Linked DNA regions of Mus musculus: all the other regions are linked to region 1. The links are chromatin contacts, called in public HiChIP or PLAC-seq, Micro-C and promoter capture Hi-C maps. All regions are on one chromosome and are shown on one strand. Each heading gives the region's core, a stretch centred on a gene start, on an enhancer-like site or on the middle of the called end of the contact. The rest is flanking DNA. Distances are from core to core; before and after follow the strand shown. Region 1 holds the start of Pik3c2b (phosphatidylinositol-4-phosphate 3-kinase catalytic subunit type 2 beta). Region 2 holds the start of Sox13 (SRY (sex determining region Y)-box 13). Region 3 overlaps Sox13 (SRY (sex determining region Y)-box 13). Region 4 holds the start of Nfasc (neurofascin). Region 5 holds the start of Kiss1 (KiSS-1 metastasis-suppressor). Region 6 has its middle 17 kb from the start of Nfasc.

Region 1 (3,090 bases), core at 424-2,923:
ACTGAATTTTTCCACGGACACAGCCCCGAATGGGACTACCAGGCTCTGAAGGAGCGTCAGGCTCGCTGACTGGGCTCCAGGAGCTGCAGCTGGAAAGAGGGAGGCTATTTGTGTGTCAGGGTTGCCATTTCTCTCCTGAATCTCTTTCCAAGGCCTAGTGGGAGCAAATCGAGTAAGTTTTCATTCAGGGCTGGTTTGGGGCTGGAATTCAGTGCAAATTGCTTACATCTGCTTGGCCATGTCCCAGACAAGCAGGTAGTTTAGAGAAAGGAGGGGCTGTATCAGCCCACTTCTGTAGCCCAGGTAGCTTGCCAGCCGCTAAGGAATCAAAGGCCTGCTAGGGTCTATCAGTCCAGGCTGCAGAACTCTCTGACCAAGTTGAATAAAAACACCAGGGCAACCAGAGACAATAGGACTTTCACCCTAAATATGACTGGTGGGCTGGGACTGGGAAACCACAAAGATACCTAAAGGGAGGTGAGATGTAGGGCCAGGTTAGCCTGAAGGAGCAATGGCAGAGTTTAGACACTTCAACCTCTGCACAACAAGGGTGAATGCACTAACCTCATACATTTGGTAACCTCTTTCCACACCCCAGAAGCCTGCCAAGCCCCTGGACTTTTCACCCCACCCACCCCAGCTTGGCAGTTTTGCTGGGGCTTCCAGCTTCTATCATCGCACCAAAGCTGCAGCTGTGTAAAACTGAAAAATGAGGGGCAAGTACTGCCCAGGAGAGGAGCACTTTCCCGGAGGGCCGGGGACTCGGGCCTGAAGGTCCTAGTCTCTCCTGCAAGCTTTCAGTCTTCTGCTTTTGCAGTATCCTTATAAGGCCAACCCTACCCTCCGCCTGGCCGAAAATGTGTACCGTCCCGAGGTTGGACGCTGACTTCTCACTCCCGCTGCACAGGAAGGCACCACTCCCACCACCCCCCACTCCAGGACAGGTTTTGCTCTTAAACAAACTAATAAACAAATCGACTCCAAAGCGGTCCCCTGGTCCCAGCTCGTCTTGCAGCTGCACCCGGGAAGTGTGTTCCGGAGGAGGAGGCGGGTGCAAGCCCGGCGAGGCCGCGAGTCGCGGGCGAGCCGTGGGGCGGGGGCGAGCAACCTGCAGTGCTCGGAGGACCCGGCTGGGCTCTCGGCCCTGCCATTGTTGGCCCCGGCGCTGGCGCTTCGGGGCGGGAGCTCTGCCCACGTCGCCCCGACTAAGAGGGCGCTCCGCAGCCCCGGGGTCGTCCTCCCCGCCGCGTGCTCTTCCTACCTGCGCTGGCCGCGGGTTCTGCCGCGACACCCTGACTGTCGTGGCTGGGTGTCTAGGGCTCCGCCGACCCGGCTCGCTCGGAAGATCCAGGCGGCTCCAGCCCCCGCGTGATGTTCAGTGTCGCCTGCTCCCTTCGCTCGCACCGCGCGGGCACTGGGATCCCCGCAGCAGGAGACACACGGGCAAGCGACGGGCGTGGGGGCCGGGCCCGGGCCCGGTGCTGTCTGCCGGGAGCGTGCACGAGCTCGCAGTCAGGCAGCCCCGGGTGAGACAATAGCGCGAACGGCGAGCGAGCGGGGAGAAGCCATCTCCCGGACAGCCGGCGCACTGCACGGCGCGCGAGGCTCACCGGCTCCTGCCAGGACCGCGGCCCAGGCCGCCGGCAACAGCCGCAACGCCGAATCGCCTAGTCGCGGGAGCCAGAGGGCGGGGCGGCGGGAACACGGGCCCCCTCCCTCCCCTCTTCCTCTCCCCCTCCCCTCCCCCTCCCGCTCCCGCCTCCGCACCGTGTGCGGCGTCCTGAGCAGACCCCGGGGGCCAGCAATCCCACTTCCCGCTGGCAGATTGTCGTCGTTTTCCAGGCTGGAACCCCTTGCTCTGGGTCAGGTGAAACAAGCCAGATCACCTTATTGGAAGCGACACGGGCTGGGCGTTCAGTTATCCGTTCGAAAATTTCCTCTCATAATTATGCATGATAGGGATGCTCTAAAGAACTACCACCTTCGTGGGGGAGGCTGTGTTGGCACTTTTCTCTCCCGTTTGCTCAAGGGCGGTCTTCCAACCTGAGTGGGGAGGAGAAGTAGAGAAGCCTCCAACCCTATTAAGGTAGGAAGCAAACTTTGAAACTGTGTTATTTTCTCCGGGCACCTCCCTTAAAGCACCTGTGTCAAGCATTTTCCTAAGGGCTCTACCCAGTACTGGCCAGCTCCGTTTGCATAATAACTAGGGTCTCGGATCTCCAAGTACACTTTCTTCAACCAGGAACTTGTTCTTTGCTATCTTCCTTTCTTTGCCAGTCACACTGGGATTCAGCCTTCTTCCTCAGTACCCCTTCAAGCCTTGGTGGGAGAAGGTGTCTCAGCTCCCATGCCCTCTGCTCTCTAGCTAAGGCTTCTATGGAAACATCTGTTAAGCATCCCTTGCCTTGCCCCAAGGAAATATTTAAGATACTACCATTTCAGTCTATCAAAGTCAGAAAGGTCTTTATAAAACACATGGGGCCTTTGATCCCGCCCCCTTATTTGCATGAAACTCTGTAAGAAACCGGAGCAGTTTTCCAGGAGACAAGGGCTAAAGCCTTCCTAGGTTGGTAGAGGTAGAAACTGGGGAGAGCTCACAAAGAGGAGAGCTGTCTAGTAGAATGAGGATTTGAACAACTAGAGGAAGTCCTGTGGTGGAGAAAAGCAGTACAAAAGGGGAGTCCCTAAGCCAGGTCCTCAATCAGCACCTGGGAGGCAGAAGCACCCCAACGGGTGTGGTGTGTAACTCCAGGAGAGCTGCTGCTTTTTCTCCTGGCCTCTGCAGGCATCCATATGCATGTGCACACCCCCACAAGCATATACAGAATCTAAAAATAAATTCAATCTTAACCCCCACCCCCAAAAAGTCGAGTTCACAATTCTAAAGTATTTGAGGGAGAATATTGTTTTGTTTTCATCGAGGATGAAATGGAACGGTTAGATAGAAACCTCATGGGCATCACTAGGTGAGTGAAGAGAAAAAGAAGCCTGTGAGAGCTAAATCAGGTTCCGGTGGCTTGATGGTGAAAGACTCGTTCTAGAAGCTTAACAACTAGAGGAGGAATACAAAGGAGCATGAAAGATCAGGTA
Region 2 (3,090 bases), core at 173-2,672, 380 kb before region 1:
GCTCCTGGCCATGATTTGATCCTCAAAGATTGCCTGAGAAGCTGGTACCAGACAGAGACCCAAAAGACAGAAGACTATGGAAGAGTTGTCACCCAGGCAGGGAAGCAGGGACTGATGAAATGCATGCATCCTGTGGAAGCTTCCTGCTTGGCCACCACTCGAGAGGGAGAGGGTCATACAGTCCCACAATGGGCGTTCCTTCAACCAGCCCTGCTCCCACAGGTCTTCAAGACGTACTTCAAACTGTGGCCTTTCTAAGGAGACTCTGATCCAAGTCCCCATAGCTTAGCATCCTTGGTAGACCCTATGGCTCTAGCACTTTGTAGAATTAGAGTCTTCACAACATGGGAATCCAGAAAGGGCTGCCACTGTGTCATTCATCTTGGTGATCCCTGGCATCTGCTTGGGTCAGGTTTGGTGTAGACATTTAATAGATGGGCCGAATGAGGAGAAACCCTTCTTCAAACAAACCTTCCTCCTAAACGGGGCAGGAAGAAAGGAAGGACTTGTTGGAGAAATTCTAAAAAGGACAGGGCTAGGGAGTGGCTAGACATTAGGAAGCTGTCAGAGATCTGATCGCATCAAAGCAGGTCTCTCCTTGCCCTCAGGTTGGTTTCAAATTGAGATCCTCCTGCCTCAGCTTCCCAGGTATTATAGGCATGAGCCACTCCCAGCTCCAAGGGCAGTTCTCAAGGAGCATGCCTTTAATCCTAGCACCCTGGAGGCAGAGCCAAGCAGGTTTCTGTGAGTTCGAGGCCAGTCTGATTTACCAGTGAGAAAAATAAAGTTCAATCTCGGGTCTCTGGAGGAGGCTGTGAACTGGACTTGTTAAAAGGAATGAAAATTCCCCATAGTAACTCTCAAACCTGGGTCGAGGGGACTAGGCAGAATTCACCTTCCTCCCCCTATTTTCTCTATCCAGTGGGTCACTACATCTCCACAGGTCTCACTCTGGAGAACCTCTGCTGTCCCCTTCCCAGCACAGGTCTCCAGCTGTTGAGGCCTGGCTGGACCAGCTGCTGGGAGGAGGAGGAGGAGGAGGAGGAGGAGGAGGAGGAGGAGGAGGAGGAGGAGGAGGAGGAGGAGGAGGAGGAGGAGGAGGAAGCTCTGTCCCTCCCTCCTCCATCTCCACACCCTCCCTCCTCCCCCGCCCGCTCGCGCCCTCCCTCCCTCCCTCCCTCTTTCTCCTCGGAGGCTGTCGGAGTGGCTTTCGCAGAAGCGAGCGGCGAGCGCCCTGCTCCAGTCCCGCCTGGGAACTGAAGTGTACGAGCGCGGCTCCTGGAAGCCGAGCTCCGGAGCGGCCGGCGGAGGTCGAAGGCCGAGGCGGCGCGCTCAGCTTCGGAGGCCCTGGCTTTGGACCCAGCGGGCTCGGAGCTGCGCGGAGGAGCAGAGCGCACTGCCCGCCGGCCTGGCGGGCGCAGCGGCCGCGAGTCCGGGAGCCGGACTGCGGAAGGGAACACGGCGGCGGCCAGCCGGGGGCAGAGGGCAGAGTGCCGAGCGGCCTGGCTCGGAGGAGGGCGCCGCCCGACCCGTCCTCAGCTCGGCGACCGTGGCCAGCGGAGCCCGGCGGGCCGCGGGTCCTGAGCGCTTCCAGCCCACGGCGGGGGGCGTGCCTCCGCCCGGCCGCGCCGCCCCGGCCCGCTGCCCGCCGCGTTGCCGGGGCATGTGAGCGGGAAGGCCAGGCTGCTGGCTGCCGGGACGCACTGAGCAGAAGCCGGAGCGCGGAGTTGCGACCCCGGGCCCGCGCCCGACCGATTAGTAAGTGCGCCCCTTCGCGCCGCGCGCCCCATCACCCCAGCCTCGCGAAGTTTGACACGCGCGCCCCCGCGTTCCTAGGGACACGCTGGCTCTCTGCCGCGCGACTTTCCATCTTGGGCAAAGTTTTTGCCAGGCGGAGCCGATCCTACCAGACCCCTCACAACGCCGGCCGGTGGCGCCGCGCTGATCCCGCGTCCTTTTGGAGGGCAGTGGCTACAGGCCGTTGGGGGTGGCGTGCGCGCGCCACGCGAGCCGGGCTTCGGGGGTCCTCTACCCGCCCGCCCTTTGCGACCCGCCGGCCTTAGGTCTTTCGCCCCAGCCTGACCAACGCTCCCAGTTTAAGCACTCCCAGCCTGAGCTTAGATGTCCCCGTGCGAGCCCCACGTGGGGCTCGGGTACCCGCAACGCGGAGCTCCGGTCCCGGGGTGCATTGGGCAGCCGGGGTTCAGCGCGCGCCCTTCCCACGGCTCCGGTTCATTCCCCGCGGACCAGCCGGGCGCCGCCTCCCATTTTTTCAGCCCTTGCTGCTCTTCACTCCAGCCTGCCCCTTGCCACCCCTGCGTCCCACGGTGGAGTGTCGGAGAAGCGCCTTTCAGCCCCTTTCACTGTAGAAATAAATTGATCACAGGACTGATGGGATGGGGGTGGGGGGTGGTCGCGTAGTCCCAGCGGTTCGCCATTGTTTTCCCATCCCACGTTCGGTACGTAAACACACACTCACGCGAGTGTGTGTGTGTGTGCGTGCGTGTGTTTGCACGCGCCAGCTGCGGCTGCTCAGATTCCCCAGGAGCTCTAGGGTCGCCCGCGGGATCTCCCCGCAACCAACCTACATGTCCTGGCAGGAGGTGCCTCATTACTTGAAGCTGGGGGGGGAAAGGCACGGAGAGTGGGAGCTGTCCCAGAGTCCTTGGCGAGGCCGGGGGTCCGGCTTGGGCTGGACGTGAATTTTGAACTTCAGCCTTGGATCATTCCGGGAGGACCCCGGGCGCTTGAGCGGTGGCTCTAGCCTGGGAGGGTCCCCAGCAGCTGGCGCTCTTGGCAGCATCTCCGTGACAAGAGCTTAGAGGAAACTGAGGAGTTTTCCTGGGAAGTTTGCTTTAGCTCTGTGGGAATTTCCGGGCCCGGCGCCTTAGCGCTGGCGCTGGCAGAGGGGTCTGACCTAAGGCAGTCAGTCAGTGATGCTGCCACTCCGAGCAAGGTTCCCAGAGACCCTGTTTCCAACTTCTTGATGCGGTAGGAAGTCCCTCACTGTGTGCTAGATTCAACACACTTGGGTCTTGTTCTTGACCGAGATGGGTCGCTTGATCCTGGCGATGTCCAAACATCGCCTGT
Region 3 (3,090 bases), core at 359-2,858, 350 kb before region 1:
CTGATTGATGGCTCCTGGCTAGGACTTGGGGTTACAGAATAGGGTAGAACTGGGGGATCCCATAGTTGTCTCCTGTGCACTGAGGGCTTTGGGTTTGGGGAATCTGGAAAGAGGGAAATCCCCTGAGAAGGCATGGCATGCGTTTTGCAAGGAAGGCGTTATTAAGGAGATTGATAGGGTCTTTAGCCCCTGGAGAAGAAGGGGCTTCAGGGAGGCTCCTATCAGGTCTATAAGAAAGCGCTTGTCCCAGCAGGGGAGAAAGAAGGAGGAATGAGCTCGCTCTGCTACTGCTGGTGTCCTTCACACAGAGGAAGTACAGGGAGCAGCATCAGTCTCCCTTGCTCCAGGCACTGTGCTAGGACCTGGGGCTACAGTGATAAGTGTAAGGTGCATGGGTCAGGTTCCCAGGCAATGGGGGAGAGCCAGAAACATCCTCAGGCATTCTGAGGCATCACCAGCTGTGATTGGTCCTTTGAAGACCAAGTTCAAGGTACCTTGAGAATGTAAAACAGGCACATTTGATAGGTTACCTCTTCATCTTGGGTTCTCTTATCCCCATTGTGCAGTGCAGGGAGTCCCAAGATGCCATTTCCTGATATCAGATAACCCTGTGTATGACCTGAAGGTATTGGGTGCGTATGGGAAAACTGGAAAAGGGCATCCACGGGAGAAGATGGCCTGAGGGACACGCTGGAACTCAAGTACGTGCTGCTGTGTCTATAGATAGATAGATAGATAGATAGATAGATAGATAGATAGATAGATAGAGATGAGATTGGCTGTGCTGCTCAGTGGTAGAGTACACACTAGGCTGGTGAGGTCCTGGGTACAATCCCCATCGAAACCCCAAACAAACAAAATGATAAAACGAATTAGGTGACTCTTGGGTGCTGAGGCAGGTGGATCTGAAGGTCAGTTTGCTCTACACCGTTAGGCCCTGTCTCAGGGAAAGATATTTTAAAAAAAGGTGAGCTCAATGTTTTGTCTAGTGCTAGGAAAATGGCTCAGAGATTGAGAGTGGTTACCGCTCTTGCCAAGGACAAGTGACCAGGTGGCTTACAACCACTCACAGTTCCAGCTGTAGCTCCAGGGGGATCTGATGCCTCTGCCTTCAGCATGCATTTATGAGTGCACACACACACACACACACACACACACACACACACACACACACAATTAAAAATAAAACAGATCTTTAAAAGATGTAAGAGAGGAACAAAAAGAGAGGATGTCCTATCTAACCTAACCCATCAGTTTGTACCCACAACTCGTTAGCTTTGGGACCCTTGGTGTGTTTGATACGGCACATTCCTACCGGCACTAGCTGCATTACTGGGGCTCAGTAGCTAAATGTAGCCAGTAGGGCTGGTTCTGGGCAGTCAGGACAGGCAGTGGACTCTTCTGTTTCCCCCTCAGTGGGGTGGATGGATGGTCACCACGTCCAGTGGGGCAGCACTTGGCCTCGGCGTTCATCTGACCGTGCTCTCTGGCTGCGGTGGCTGTGACTGCTTGCACTGAGGTAGGAGTTGGAAGCCCAGAGGCTGGGCCTAATGAAGAAGAAAAGCCCTTGGGATCCAAGTGTGGCCAGAGGAGGCGACCTGGTGGCAGCCAGTGGGTGTGGGACAGAGGTGGCTGAGAGCCGAGGGATCAGAAGCCCACAGGCCTTCATTGTGCGCCTGTCACACTTCCTCTGGCTTTATTGCTTTTGTCCAACACCCTATTGTCTGGTTTCCTTTTGTCCCGGCTTTCAGCACCACTGCCTTTTATTTTCCAGCCAGCCTGGTTGTTTTCATTTCTTTTGTCTGAAGTTCCTGAGAGGAAGGTTTTATTTTCAGCGGTTTGATTAATTCACAGCTTGAGCCCGGGTTTGTTTGTTATGTAATTGTTGCCCTCAGCTCCGGGGTAATACCCCGCCCCCACTCCTGCCCCCTGCGGGGCCTGGCTCCCAGCCCCTCCCCAGCCGGATGGGCTGAGCTGCCTGCTTTCTGCAGGTTCTCCAGGCACCCCCAGAACCCCTGGGCCTAACTGGGCTGGGGTCTCTTTTTTTCTCTTCATCCAGGTGAGATGGGGGACCTCTGAGGGTCCACTAGCCCGCTCTCGCCCTGCTCTCTCTCTTCTGGGTTGCTGAGGCACCAGGTGCTCAGAAAGTGGGTGGGGGAGTCTGCTGTGGTCTGATCTGAAGGGTGCAATCAAATACATACGTGTCAATTATAATATTCTTGTAACTGGTCTTAAGACACCTTATGTATGTGTTCTGTTGTATACAGAACTGTAACATTATATAATTGAGTCCACAGTGCCAGAGGGGTTGGTGTAAGCTATAGACTACAGTATACCCTGTACCGGGTTGATGTGATGGACAGATGCACTTGTCCCTTTATTTTCGCTCCACTGTGATCTGAAAGTATAAGATGGAAAATTCTACACGTAAATAATTCATAATGGGTTTTTCAGTTGTCTTGCTTTAAATGTGTTTGTTGTGTGTGTGACAGGGAGGAGGTATTTGGCGTGTATGGCAGTCAGGTGACAATTCTGGAGTGGTTCTTACCTTCGACATTTTTTGTTGCTCGAGCTCAGTCAGCCAGGCTTGCACTGTTGGGCAGCAAGCGCCTTTGCCTAGGAGGCTTCTTGATCTTGTTTTGGAGTTTTTAAAACAGCCTCATGAGCCCAGGCTGCCCCTTAACTGTTATGTAGCCAAGGATGACCTCAAACTTGTGACCTTCCTGTCTCTACCTCCTGAGGATCACAGGTGTGTACCACCAATTCCAGCTTTTGTGGTTGTTTCTTGAGATACTGTGTCTCCGTGTATAACCTTGGCTGTTCTGGAACTCACTCTGTAGACCAGGCTGGCCTTGAACTCAGAGATCCGCCTGCCTCTGCCTCCCAAGTGCTGGGATTAAAGGTGTGTGCCACCACCTGGCTGTTAGGTTTGTTTTGGCACACCCAGTTAGGTATAGTGCTGGGGACCGAGTTTAAAACTTTGTACATACTAGGCAAACACTCTACCCCTGAATTACATACACTCCTTTGTCATACTCAACAGCGGCCCCAACCTGAAGTCACAGGAATGCTGGAATCCCAGTGCTTGAT
Region 4 (3,090 bases), core at 206-2,705, 300 kb after region 1:
TGGACACAATAGTCACCACGCATCACCAGAAAATAGCTGCCTCTTGCTGCTCTAGGGATCCACACAACAGGATGCAGGGAGCTGGCCTCTTAGGATAGGAGAATTCTTTATTCCAGGGACCAGGCCACCACTGGATGCTTTTAGTAAAGGGGGGTGAGGGAACTCTGCCCTCCACACAGACCTGAGTGCTTTCAAGTGCCTTCCCCAAGTCTTCTAAGAGTCTGTCAGGTGTTTGGGACCTACCAGGGTCCAGGGACCCTATCCCTCTGGTTGGGTTGACTGGCTCCTTAGTGTCATCTGGTTCTGGTAGGGTGAAGTCTCATTCTCAGGACTAATACCAGGGTGATGCTGAAGTATTGGTTTTAAGTGACTTGCTGCTTTGTATATGTAGTAACCTTGAAAAAAATCGCCCAGGATTCTGACAATCTTGCTTCAAGGCTTTCAAAACTGGCCTCCCTCCCTGCCTCCTCTTTGCCTCCCATCTGCAGCTGTTGGGTTGGAAGCCCCTAGCTGAAGAGAGGCCATTTTGTCAGTGAGTGGATGAGCCTTTACTGAGCACAGGCTATGTGTGGGGCAGGGGGGTGATCTGCAGCGTCTCTTTTCCTGAGCCCACAGGCAGAGGTGGGTTGGGGGGGATGCTGAGACTGGCAGGTGGGTTCAGGTCTAAGTAGAGGTGATACCTGGGTGTGATCACAGAAGGAGTCTCAGAGTGAGTCTCAGAGTGGTGGTGCCTACGGGGCTGTAGTTTTAGGCAGGGAGCTGAATTAGAAGCTTCTAAGGGCTCATTCAAGGTGGGAGGGGGTACAGGTCTCCACCTGTGCACATTAGCTGAGGTCTACCAAGGGGGCGGGATCTCAGCTAAGACGCAGCCCACTTTGCATGCTCAGACCTGCTCAGTCACCGAGGCAGGGCTAACATTTGGATATGTGGTCTCCAAGTTCAAGGTTTTTCCACTCTAACTCAAGTCTGGGACAGTGCCCCGAGTCTCCCCCGGGCAGAACAATTCTTACAGTTTTAAAACAAGACCCACCTGTAATGTCCTCATGCTTTTTCTTTTGTTTGTTTGTTTGTTTGTTTTTTGCCCCTTGTCAGCTTCGGATGAACAACTCAGTGGAAGTTTTTGGAGGGAGCTATGCTCTCCAAAGCTGTGGACAAATTCCTGCCCCTAAGAACTCATAAAGGGGTTATTTGCAGGACAGACCGCAACAGTTCTGGCTCCAGGTCCTACGACAACACGGAGTGCCACTCTTCTGAAGGAGTATCCAAGATCAAGGGAGAAAACAGGGTTCCCAGACTCTGGTTCTGCAACTTGATCCTTAGCGCGTGGGGCGGACTGTGGCACCTGAGCATCCGTCGGAGCTGCTGGGTCCTGGTCCCAGCTTCTCGTACGCAGGGAGGGGTTCGGGGGCGCGCACGCAGGCCGCCGGGGACGCGCTGGCCGCCCGGGGGCGCGCACGGGCTAGTCTCTGCCCTAATGCGGCGGCTGGCAGCGAGAGGTGCTGCAGGGGACGCGAGGGAAGTGGCGGCGCCGGGAGCGGACATCTGGGACTGCGCCCGGGGCTGGAGCCCGAGCTCCTCGAGGTAAGGTGAGCGCGGGTACCCGGTAGGGTAACAGAACCCGGTCTCGGAAGCCCAACCAGCGGCACCCCCTTTGATTCCGCTCTCCTCAGTCCATCTGCATCCCCCGACCTGTCCCATCCCCCTCCATCCACATCCCTGTGCTTTTTTTTCTCTACACTGCCACCTGCCCGGAACCCACCAGATTCTGGCAGTGTCTCCCTCCAGCTTTCAGCCCTCTCCACCCTAATACCCTTTCGGACTCGGCTGGCAACATCCCATATTCCATCCCTCTCCCTCGCTCTCTCTCTCTTTCCTCGCTGTCTCAGCCTCACCATTGGAGACCAGCCAGCCCCTGTGTTTTCTCTCTGTACACCTCACTTTTCAGTTCCCCATTCCACTTATGTTTTCCTGCCTCACCCGTGGCCCCTCTGCTTGCCCTCCCTCCCGCGGCCCTGTGTAGTGCTGGCCTTCGGTTGCTCCCTTCCAGTTTATCCTCCCCGGTCCCCATCTTCACACCCAGTCCCAACCCCTTCACAGTGGCTTCCTTGTTTCCTCATCCTGCACACTCCCTCTGGAACATCTCCCCTACTCTCCTTGGTTCCTAGCCGGCCTACTACCCATCACCTTCTCTGCCTGCCCTTCGTGGTGATGTAGGTCCGGTGCTGACTGGGCTTGGACTCAGTCTACCCACCCTTGTATCGTCCTACTCTGCCACAGAGGCCTAGGGCTCAGTGGGCCAGGTGTTCACTGCTGTGAATTCAACCTCTCTAAAGCCCTTTGCTGCATGTTTGAGCCTGTTCATAGCTTTGGAAGAGAGATACTTGGGTTTGTAGGCCTCTGTGTGGTCCTCTCCTCTCCTGGAACTATTCAGGTTTGCTTCCTAGATGGGATCAGAAAGGGCTTGAGGCTGGGAGAAGAGGCAGGTCTAAGGGAATGGCCCTCAAGCTCCTGAGACTTGTCCTGAGTCCTGGGCTGCAAAAGCCTGGCAGAGAAACCTTGCTGGAGGGCCTAAGAGTTGGGGTCTTAGCAAAGACTTTTCCTCAGCTTCCAAGCCAGCATTCTGGCATCAGGAATGGTCCTGAGTGTGACCCACGACATGGCTGGGAGTGGTCAGAGTGCTGAATCACGGAGGCTGTGGTCCCACAACAGCCCACCTCACTCACTGAGCCAGGGTCTACTTTTCATTCCTCCCTTGGCTTACTGGCTGAGTTATGCATGCTGTGTGTATGTGTGTTGTGTATGAATGTGTATGTTGTGTATGAACATGTATGTGTGTTTTGTGTATGAGTGTGTGTGTGGTTCTGGACAAAGATGCCTCCTCTAGCTCCAGAGGAGAGGGTGACAATATTCCTCTTCTTGCCTGTCTCTTTCTCTGATAGGAGGGCCCTGATGTGCCTCCTCTAACCTTGGAACTGAGGTGAGCCCTGCTGGGCCCAGATCCAATCTTCAGTAAGGCAAGGGCAGGCCATAGCCTTTGAGACCAGGGTGCACAGGAGATGTGTGGTTTGAATAGGGCCAGAGACCAGCAGG
Region 5 (3,090 bases), core at 304-2,803, 280 kb before region 1:
CTGCAAATGCATACACAGTATTAAGACTCTGTGATGACCAGACATTATCTACATTGCCTTAACAGGCACACGTCCCCCAGACCAGGCGCAAGGCTCTCCTTTGTTGGAGGCTAGGAAGCCTCACTCTGAAAACACTTCACAGACAACAAGGCTCATTCATTCTCCCTCTCTTTCTTTCTCCCCCCTCCCTTTTTTTTCTTTAGTAAAACAGGGCAAGTAGCTCTGCGTACACAATAAGGCTAGTCAATTATGGTAAGAGATTAGTAAAGAAGAAGCCTGGTGAGAGGGTGTGAGTGGGTGCTGGGGCGGAGGATGGCTTTGAGCTTGGCTCCTCCATACCCTGGCACACTTTGGAGGTGAGTGTGGCCGTGATCCAAGATTAATAATAATAGACTAGGAAGTCCCTCTTACCTTCCCTGGGTAAGTGGTGTGAGAGAGAAGATCCCAATTCCACACGCAAACCTCAGAATAACCTGTGGCCAGCAAGGGACAGTCGCCACTGTTTCTGGACAGAGATGGGGTTATTCCTAGCCCTGGGATGATGACACGATTGGAGAGTGTCTGGGGCCCTGTTCTCATTGTTTTGCTTGTGTGCAATGATGTCAAGTTTGCAGGATGTGTCCTGCCTTCCATGACTAAGATCTTGTGGTCCAGAAAGGCTAAGCAAGATCTAATATGTACAGAAATCGAACAGCCAAGAAGAATTCAAACCCACACCCTGACTCAGAAGCCATGATGCTCTTGGGGGGTACCCTGGCACCTGCTAGGATCTGTCAATACTTGGCTGAGTACCTTCGGGGAGCATGTTACCTCTTTGGGCTTTAGTTTCTCTAGCTCATCAATTCTCTGAGGGAGCCTGCAATGTTGATAGGCATTAAGGTCTGTCTGGGTGCTGAGGGTTTTGTTGTTGTTGTTGTTGTGGTGGTGGTGGTGGTGGTGGTGGTGGTGGTGGTTATCGTCTTGTTTTTTTTTTTGTTTTTTGTTTTTTTTTTGTCTTGAGACAATTTCTCTGTGTAACAGTGCCCTTGCTGTCCTGGACCAGGCTGATCTTGAACTCACAGAGACCTACCTTCCAAGTGCTGGGATGGGTTAAAGGCTTGTGTTGAGGTTTTTGGGTTTTGTATTTAAGCCCCCTTTAGGGATCTGAGGTCACAGATACAAGTAACTTACACACTAAGATCCTTCCCAGCATTCATAGAGAGAACTTGGGGGTAAAGCAGAGAGCACAGCAGGAGAAAATCACAAAGGGGTTGGGGTCAACAGGACCCCCAACTCTAGCTGAGCCTCCAGTGCTCACAGCAGAAGGGCCTAGACCAGCCCTGGGTATCTCTCAAGTGCAGAAATTGAACTCATGTCAGTAGCCTGGCCATAGTCTGAAAAATACAGCAATGACTCTCTTGGCCCCCTTATCGGACAGTGCGTACCTGTGGATCCAGGCTTCACTTTTGCCAGCGGCTCCCCATAGGTGGCGACACAGAGGAGAAGCAGCAGCTGCCAAGAAGCCATTGAGATCATTCTGGGAGGAAGGGGCAGGTCTACAGTCTCCTTCCAGGGACTGAGGACAGAGAGAGGCAATGAAGACCAGGTCAGAGTTCGTACTTCACCAGAGCCTAGGTCAAAGAGAGAGAGCCTGGGGGAGAGGAGAAAGCCCAGTGATCAGAGATGGCCAGAAGGATGTACAGAAGCCAGGCCCCAGGAAACAGGACTGAGGGATGGTGGGAGGGAGGGAAAATGGGAAGGGTGTGATTTGGTGGGAAGGGGTGAGAAACTTAGGCTGGATGACGGTAGGGGTCTGGGTGGTAGGTTTGCAGGGGAGGGATGCTGAAGGAGAATAAAGTGCCATGCATGGGCTGGCGGTGGTGGTGCACGCCTTTAATCCCAGCACTTGGGAGGTAGAGGCAGGCGGATTTCTGAGTTCAAGGCCAGCCTGGTCTACAGAGTGAGTTCCAGGACAGCCAGGGCTACACAGAGAAACCCTGTCTTGAAAAAAAAAAAAAAGTGCCATGCATGGGAATGGCCAGGGAAGGGGAGGTGGGTGAGGTCAGGTAGGAGTGTTCGCGCTCTGAGGTTCAGCTATTCTCTTGGGAGCCTGGAACCAAGCCTTTGTGCTGGGTCTTATGCTCTGCTCTCCCACGTGGTATCCCACCTTCCTCAATCTGGACCTGTCCCCACCCCCCACCCTCACGCCCCCCATGCTATACTAGAAACCAAATTTCTTAACTCTTCCAGGAAAAAAAAAAGGAAGAAAGAGGCAAGGCAATCATCTTGCACATTCTCGCAGCCCTCCGCAGCCTTGGAGACCGTCATCAGATTGTCTTATTGCCTATAATTCAAGACAGGAAAAGCCTTTCTCTCACCCAGTCCATCAGTTGTTTCTATTTTCGTGGGCTTTGGGAGATTGTGGACTAAATTGGCCTCATCAGTTTGACTGCTGAGAGGAGCCTGACCCTCATCTAGTCACGCGGCCTTAGTCACGTGGCCTTTCTCCTCTCCTGCTCCCCACTCGGCCCCACGTCTCCAGCTCCCAAGTCCAATTTCCCTTTGAAAAAGTCAAGCATTTTGAAACTACCCAACAAATGGCATTAAGTGCCCTGGTGGCGGGAGGCACAACAGGTGGAGCCTAGGGCTTCAGTTCAAGGACAGGAGTGTGGAATATCCTTGTGACCTGTGGTAGGCGTGGTTTCTCAGCACCTTGCATCCTGCCATTGTGTCTCCAGTTCTTGCCCTGCTACCTGACTCTAGACTCACACACGAATCCTAATTTAAATGCTCCAGCTCAGCCCTCATCCCATGAGACATAAGCAGGCCACACCTATCTCCGGGCAGCATCGGTTATCCGGGCCACCAGCTGCCTATTCATGTGGCTACTAAGACTAGCAGACTAGGATTCTGGGACACCCCAAAAGCCAGACACTTTCTGTAGAAGCCCTAATGCTTGAATAGAAAATACAGTAGAAACCAAAGCCAGTAGACAGTCTTGGTTACAAGGACCAGGGTTTGGAAGTCATTGCTGGAAATATCTACATACCAGTACGGTGTAGGTGCTGGGGTGCTGAGGCTGCAGAGACGCCCTGATCTCAAGTCTAGTGT
Region 6 (3,090 bases), core at 181-2,680, 290 kb after region 1:
TGCCCTCTTCTGGGGTAGGTGGTAGTGGTGTTGTGTCTGAAGGCAGCTACAGCGTACTCATATACATAAATAAATAAATCTTTAAAGAAAAAATTGGATTCCAGTTTAGTATATCCAAGGGAACTTGGGGTCTAGGATCTGTAACAGGTTCCCAAAGTCTTCACAGTCCTGTGTGTGTGATTCACCTCTCTAGTATGTGTCCAGTCACTTGGGGAGGAAGGAGCATTCACAAGCAGTCTGACCCTGTCTTTGAAGGGCTTGAACAGTGAGGAATTTTCCATTAAGTCAAGTCTATTTCTAAGCCCTGGTTCTGCCACCTGGGCACAGGCCTCGCTCCTGTGCCAAGGCTTTAGCATTTTGCTTAGACCGTCTCCATGGCTTCCCTTTTTCCACCTGTGCCACAGATGCCCAAGTCCTGGGAGGGCAAAGAAGAGCTTGTTCCAGCTTCGAACCCAGTCTCTGACCTAAGCTCTCCCTATGCCTGCCTGGCCACGGAAGGCCATGAAGTGTTCTCAGCCATGCCTCCAACCCCCATGCTTCTAAAGAAGACTCTCCTAGTCTAACAGGATGGGGGTGGCTGGTTGGGTGGATTCCGAGAAGGAAGAATTGAGTAGAGGAAGAAGGCCCTAGTGGTGTGCTGGCAAATGCTTAGCTGGCTCAGCTCTCTGCTCTCCACAGCAGCAGCAGCAGCAGCAGCCGGCTGACACCACAGCCCTGATGTCTAGCACTCAATTGTTTCGGTGGTGTCTAGTCTCCCTCCACCGCCAGTGTCTAGCTGGCAGAGTACCATCACTGCATGTGGTAACAGTTAGAGCAGTCCCAAGCAACAGAGACAGTAAATGTAAAAATCCCCAGTGACACTAGATTGTAGCGTAATCATTAGAAAATTAGGAGTTTTAGTGCTTGCCGTATTTTTAATGTATTTAGTTGTAAATTTTTAACGAAGGCTATATTTAGCAACACGTCTTCGAAATATAGCTATCTGCTCTCATGAGCATGTTTGAGCCAGCTCCAGCTAGTCCTTTTGGGCCTCCGCTTTGATAGTTGGAATTTATCTTCAAGGACAGACAAGCCTTGGAGGCTCCTTACTGCCTATGCCTTTGAGACGCTCCCATTGATGCTAGCATCAGCGCTCTGTCACCCCCTATCGTCGACACCAGTGTCTACAAGTACCAGGGAGCCTTACTTTCTGGGACAGATTTGTACACCCCAGCGTAGGTAGAGTAGTCCCCTTATGCAGCCTTTTTGCGTGATTCTTCAGCTCTATTATGCACCCCATCATTTGGGGCGAGTAGAGGTAGTAATCACGCGGCATCTCATTCTGACTTTGAAGGGCTCAGTGAGGGTTTTCCTATTAAGTCAGTCTATTTCTAAGCCCCAGTACTGTGCCCTGGGCACAGGCAGAGGAGGTCCGCTCTCTATCGTCAGCCAGCTACTCTCTCCGTACCCACCAGAGCAACGGGTCCTTTGAGCTCAGACCCTCCCGCGGGGAGATGCAGTCAACCTTACCTGGAGCTGTAGCGCCATCTAGTGTCTCTGTAGGGACATTGTCGCGTTCACCGGCTCTTCAGCCCCGCCCGGGCACCCCTGAGTATGCTGTGCTGATTTTGTCTGAAGTAGAAAGTCTCTCCAGACATCCACATCAATGTGGATCACAGCTGAGAGCTCCAGCCTGGGCAACCCCGGGGTTCCTCTCAGCCAGCAGCTTTCAAGCCTCATCGCCTAAGACCACCTGTGAGAAATACATTTACAATAGACACAGCAGTCCAGGATATCCTGTGTAGAGAAGGTTCGAGAAACCATGTCTACCCTTGCTGTGTATAATGCATTTGGACAGTTCTGTTATTATTCTTTTTTTCCCATTAGAGGAAAAATAAAGAAAAGCCAGACACAACTTCAGCAAAGAGAACAACTTATTCACTGATTGGTCATTTACCTGTTGTTTGCAAAATCTAGCCTAGACTAACAAATCAGTTCACTGAGGACCAAAGAAAGAAGAAATGAGCTCCCCCAGCGAACCAAAGGCAGATCCATCAAGGTCCAGGTTGCTGCTGTCTAACCCTGCACTCTTTTCCTCTAGTCGCTGGCCTTTTCTGGGCTCTTACTTAGCATGGAAGCCCAGAGGCCCCACTGGCCTTGGTCTGGACATTTAGGCCACATGGATGTGTGTGCAGGTGCCCCATAGCCCCAGAGCCCCAGAGGCCAAGGTCCACCATCTTCTGGAGAGGAGCTTCTTTTTGTAGCACCAGGCAGGTTTACTAATGGGGAGGACAAAGGCAGGTCAACAGGTGGTATTAGCATTCTTACTCCAAGTCACAGGCCTAAAAGTAGCCTCTGGGATGTCTGTCTGTCTGTATTTTTTTAAAGACTTATTTATTATGTGCATTAAGTATATAGTGTGTGCATGCCTATATACCAGAAGAGGGCATCAGATCCCATTACAGATGCACGTGCAGGTATACACATGTCAGAGCATGCATGTAAAGATCAGAGCCACCATGTGATTGCTGGGATTTGAACTGAGGACCTCTGGAAGAGCAGTCAGTGCTCTTAACCGCTGAGCCATCTCTCCAGCTCCCCTGTCTGTATTTTCATGTTTTAGATAGTGACTCACTATTGGGTTGTCCTCAGATGGACACTTCACCCTTGGGACTGAATTTCTTTCTTTTTAAAAAACAATTTATTTTTATTTTATGTACATCGGTGTTTTGACTGCACACGTATCTGTGTGAGGATATCAGATTCCCTGGAACAGAAGTTAAAGAAAGTTGTGAGCTGCCATGTGGGTGCTGGAAATTGAACCTGGGTCATCAGGAAGAGCAGCCAGTGCTCTTAACTGCTGAGCCATCACTCCAGCCTGATCTGAGACTGTCTTTCTCTCTTTCTTTCTCTTTTTCTTTCTCTCTTTCTCTTTCTCTTTCTCTTTCTCTTTCTCTTTCTCTTTCTCTTTCTCTTTCCCTTCCCCTTTCCCTTTCCCTTTCTCTCTCTCTCTCTTTCTCTCTCTCTCTCTCTCTCTCTCTCTCTCTCTCTTCCTTCCTTCTTTCCTTTCCTTCTTGTGTGTGTGTGTGTGTGTGTGTGTGTGTGTGTGTG

What was found. Promoter capture Hi-C pulls out the DNA fragments that hold promoters and counts their contacts. A called contact is a pair of places that touch in the nucleus more often than the background predicts. HiChIP or PLAC-seq counts read pairs in DNA pulled down with a chosen protein or histone mark.
Region 2: a Micro-C map of embryonic stem cells shows a contact between it and region 1, with 3 times the contacts expected there. The contact joins the promoter of Sox13 here to the promoter of Pik3c2b in region 1. A contact is called at or near these places in 3 of 39 promoter capture datasets (the 3T3-L1 cell line and liver), 1 of 484 Hi-C or Micro-C datasets (embryonic stem cells) and 1 of 115 datasets of contacts at active chromatin or transcription factors (pancreatic cancer cells).
Region 3: a contact with region 1 is called in an H3K27ac HiChIP or PLAC-seq map of embryonic stem cells, with 5 read pairs. The contact joins the enhancer-like site here to the promoter of Pik3c2b in region 1. A contact is called at or near these places in 2 of 484 Hi-C or Micro-C datasets (CD4 T cells and palatal mesenchyme), 3 of 115 datasets of contacts at active chromatin or transcription factors (T-cell acute lymphoblastic leukemia, embryonic stem cells and large pre-B cells) and 2 of 9 other capture datasets (embryonic stem cells and pancreatic islet).
Region 4: a promoter capture Hi-C map of embryonic stem cells shows a contact between it and region 1, with 9 read pairs. The contact joins the promoter of Nfasc here to the promoter of Pik3c2b in region 1. A contact is called at or near these places in 2 of 39 promoter capture datasets (embryonic stem cells and neural stem cells) and 6 of 115 datasets of contacts at active chromatin or transcription factors (embryonic hindbrain, embryonic stem cells, forebrain and 2 more).
Region 5: a contact with region 1 is called in an H3K4me3 HiChIP or PLAC-seq map of embryonic stem cells, with 11 read pairs. The contact joins the promoter of Kiss1 here to the promoter of Pik3c2b in region 1. A contact is called at or near these places in 10 of 39 promoter capture datasets (the C10 cell line, the HPC-7 cell line, cranial neural crest and 7 more), 16 of 484 Hi-C or Micro-C datasets (the C2C12 cell line, the G1E-ER4 cell line, the HL-1 cell line and 5 more), 8 of 115 datasets of contacts at active chromatin or transcription factors (embryonic basal ganglia, embryonic forebrain, embryonic hindbrain and 2 more) and 4 of 9 other capture datasets (adipose tissue, embryonic stem cells, liver and 1 more).
Region 6: a contact with region 1 is called in a promoter capture Hi-C map of Sertoli cells, with 8 times the contacts expected there. The contact joins the enhancer-like site here to the promoter of Pik3c2b in region 1. A contact is called at or near these places in 11 of 39 promoter capture datasets (the 3T3-L1 cell line, Sertoli cells, embryonic stem cells and 6 more), 4 of 484 Hi-C or Micro-C datasets (the N1E-115 cell line, cortical neurons, embryonic fibroblasts and 1 more) and 12 of 115 datasets of contacts at active chromatin or transcription factors (the HPC-7 cell line, embryonic basal ganglia, embryonic forebrain and 8 more).

The regions. Positions count from the first base shown.
Region 1 is chr1:133,044,595-133,047,684 of GRCm38.p6, reverse strand. It overlaps Pik3c2b (phosphatidylinositol-4-phosphate 3-kinase catalytic subunit type 2 beta), which reads right to left and starts at 1,673. Exons shown (of 33, transcript NM_001099276.2): 1 at 1,262-1,673.
Region 2 is chr1:133,422,544-133,425,633 of GRCm38.p6, reverse strand. Sox13 (SRY (sex determining region Y)-box 13) reads left to right here and starts at 1,422. Exons shown (of 14, transcript NM_011439.2): 1 at 1,422-1,758.
Region 3 is chr1:133,396,514-133,399,603 of GRCm38.p6, reverse strand. The region is part of intron 1 of Sox13 (SRY (sex determining region Y)-box 13); the gene reads left to right. Among named protein-coding and RNA genes, the nearest start is that of Sox13, 26 kb to the left of the region's middle. Within about 2 kb of position 1,608, at least 95 of the 459 cell types and tissues checked have an H3K27ac peak or open chromatin away from gene starts, as enhancers often do. A contact at or near this core is called in embryonic stem cells and pancreatic islet, where this site is marked.
Region 4 is chr1:132,740,162-132,743,251 of GRCm38.p6, reverse strand. Nfasc (neurofascin) reads left to right here and starts at 1,455. Exons shown (of 30, transcript NM_182716.4): 1 at 1,455-1,581.
Region 5 is chr1:133,325,675-133,328,764 of GRCm38.p6, reverse strand. Kiss1 (KiSS-1 metastasis-suppressor) reads right to left here and starts at 1,553. Exons shown (of 2, transcript NM_178260.3): 1 at 1,425-1,553. The coding sequence starts at 1,515.
Region 6 is chr1:132,757,226-132,760,315 of GRCm38.p6, reverse strand. No RefSeq gene overlaps it. Among named protein-coding and RNA genes, the nearest start is that of Nfasc, 17 kb to the right of the region's middle. Within about 2 kb of position 1,430, at least 119 of the 459 cell types and tissues checked have an H3K27ac peak or open chromatin away from gene starts, as enhancers often do. A contact at or near this core is called in the N1E-115 cell line, Sertoli cells, cortical neurons and 6 more, where this site is marked.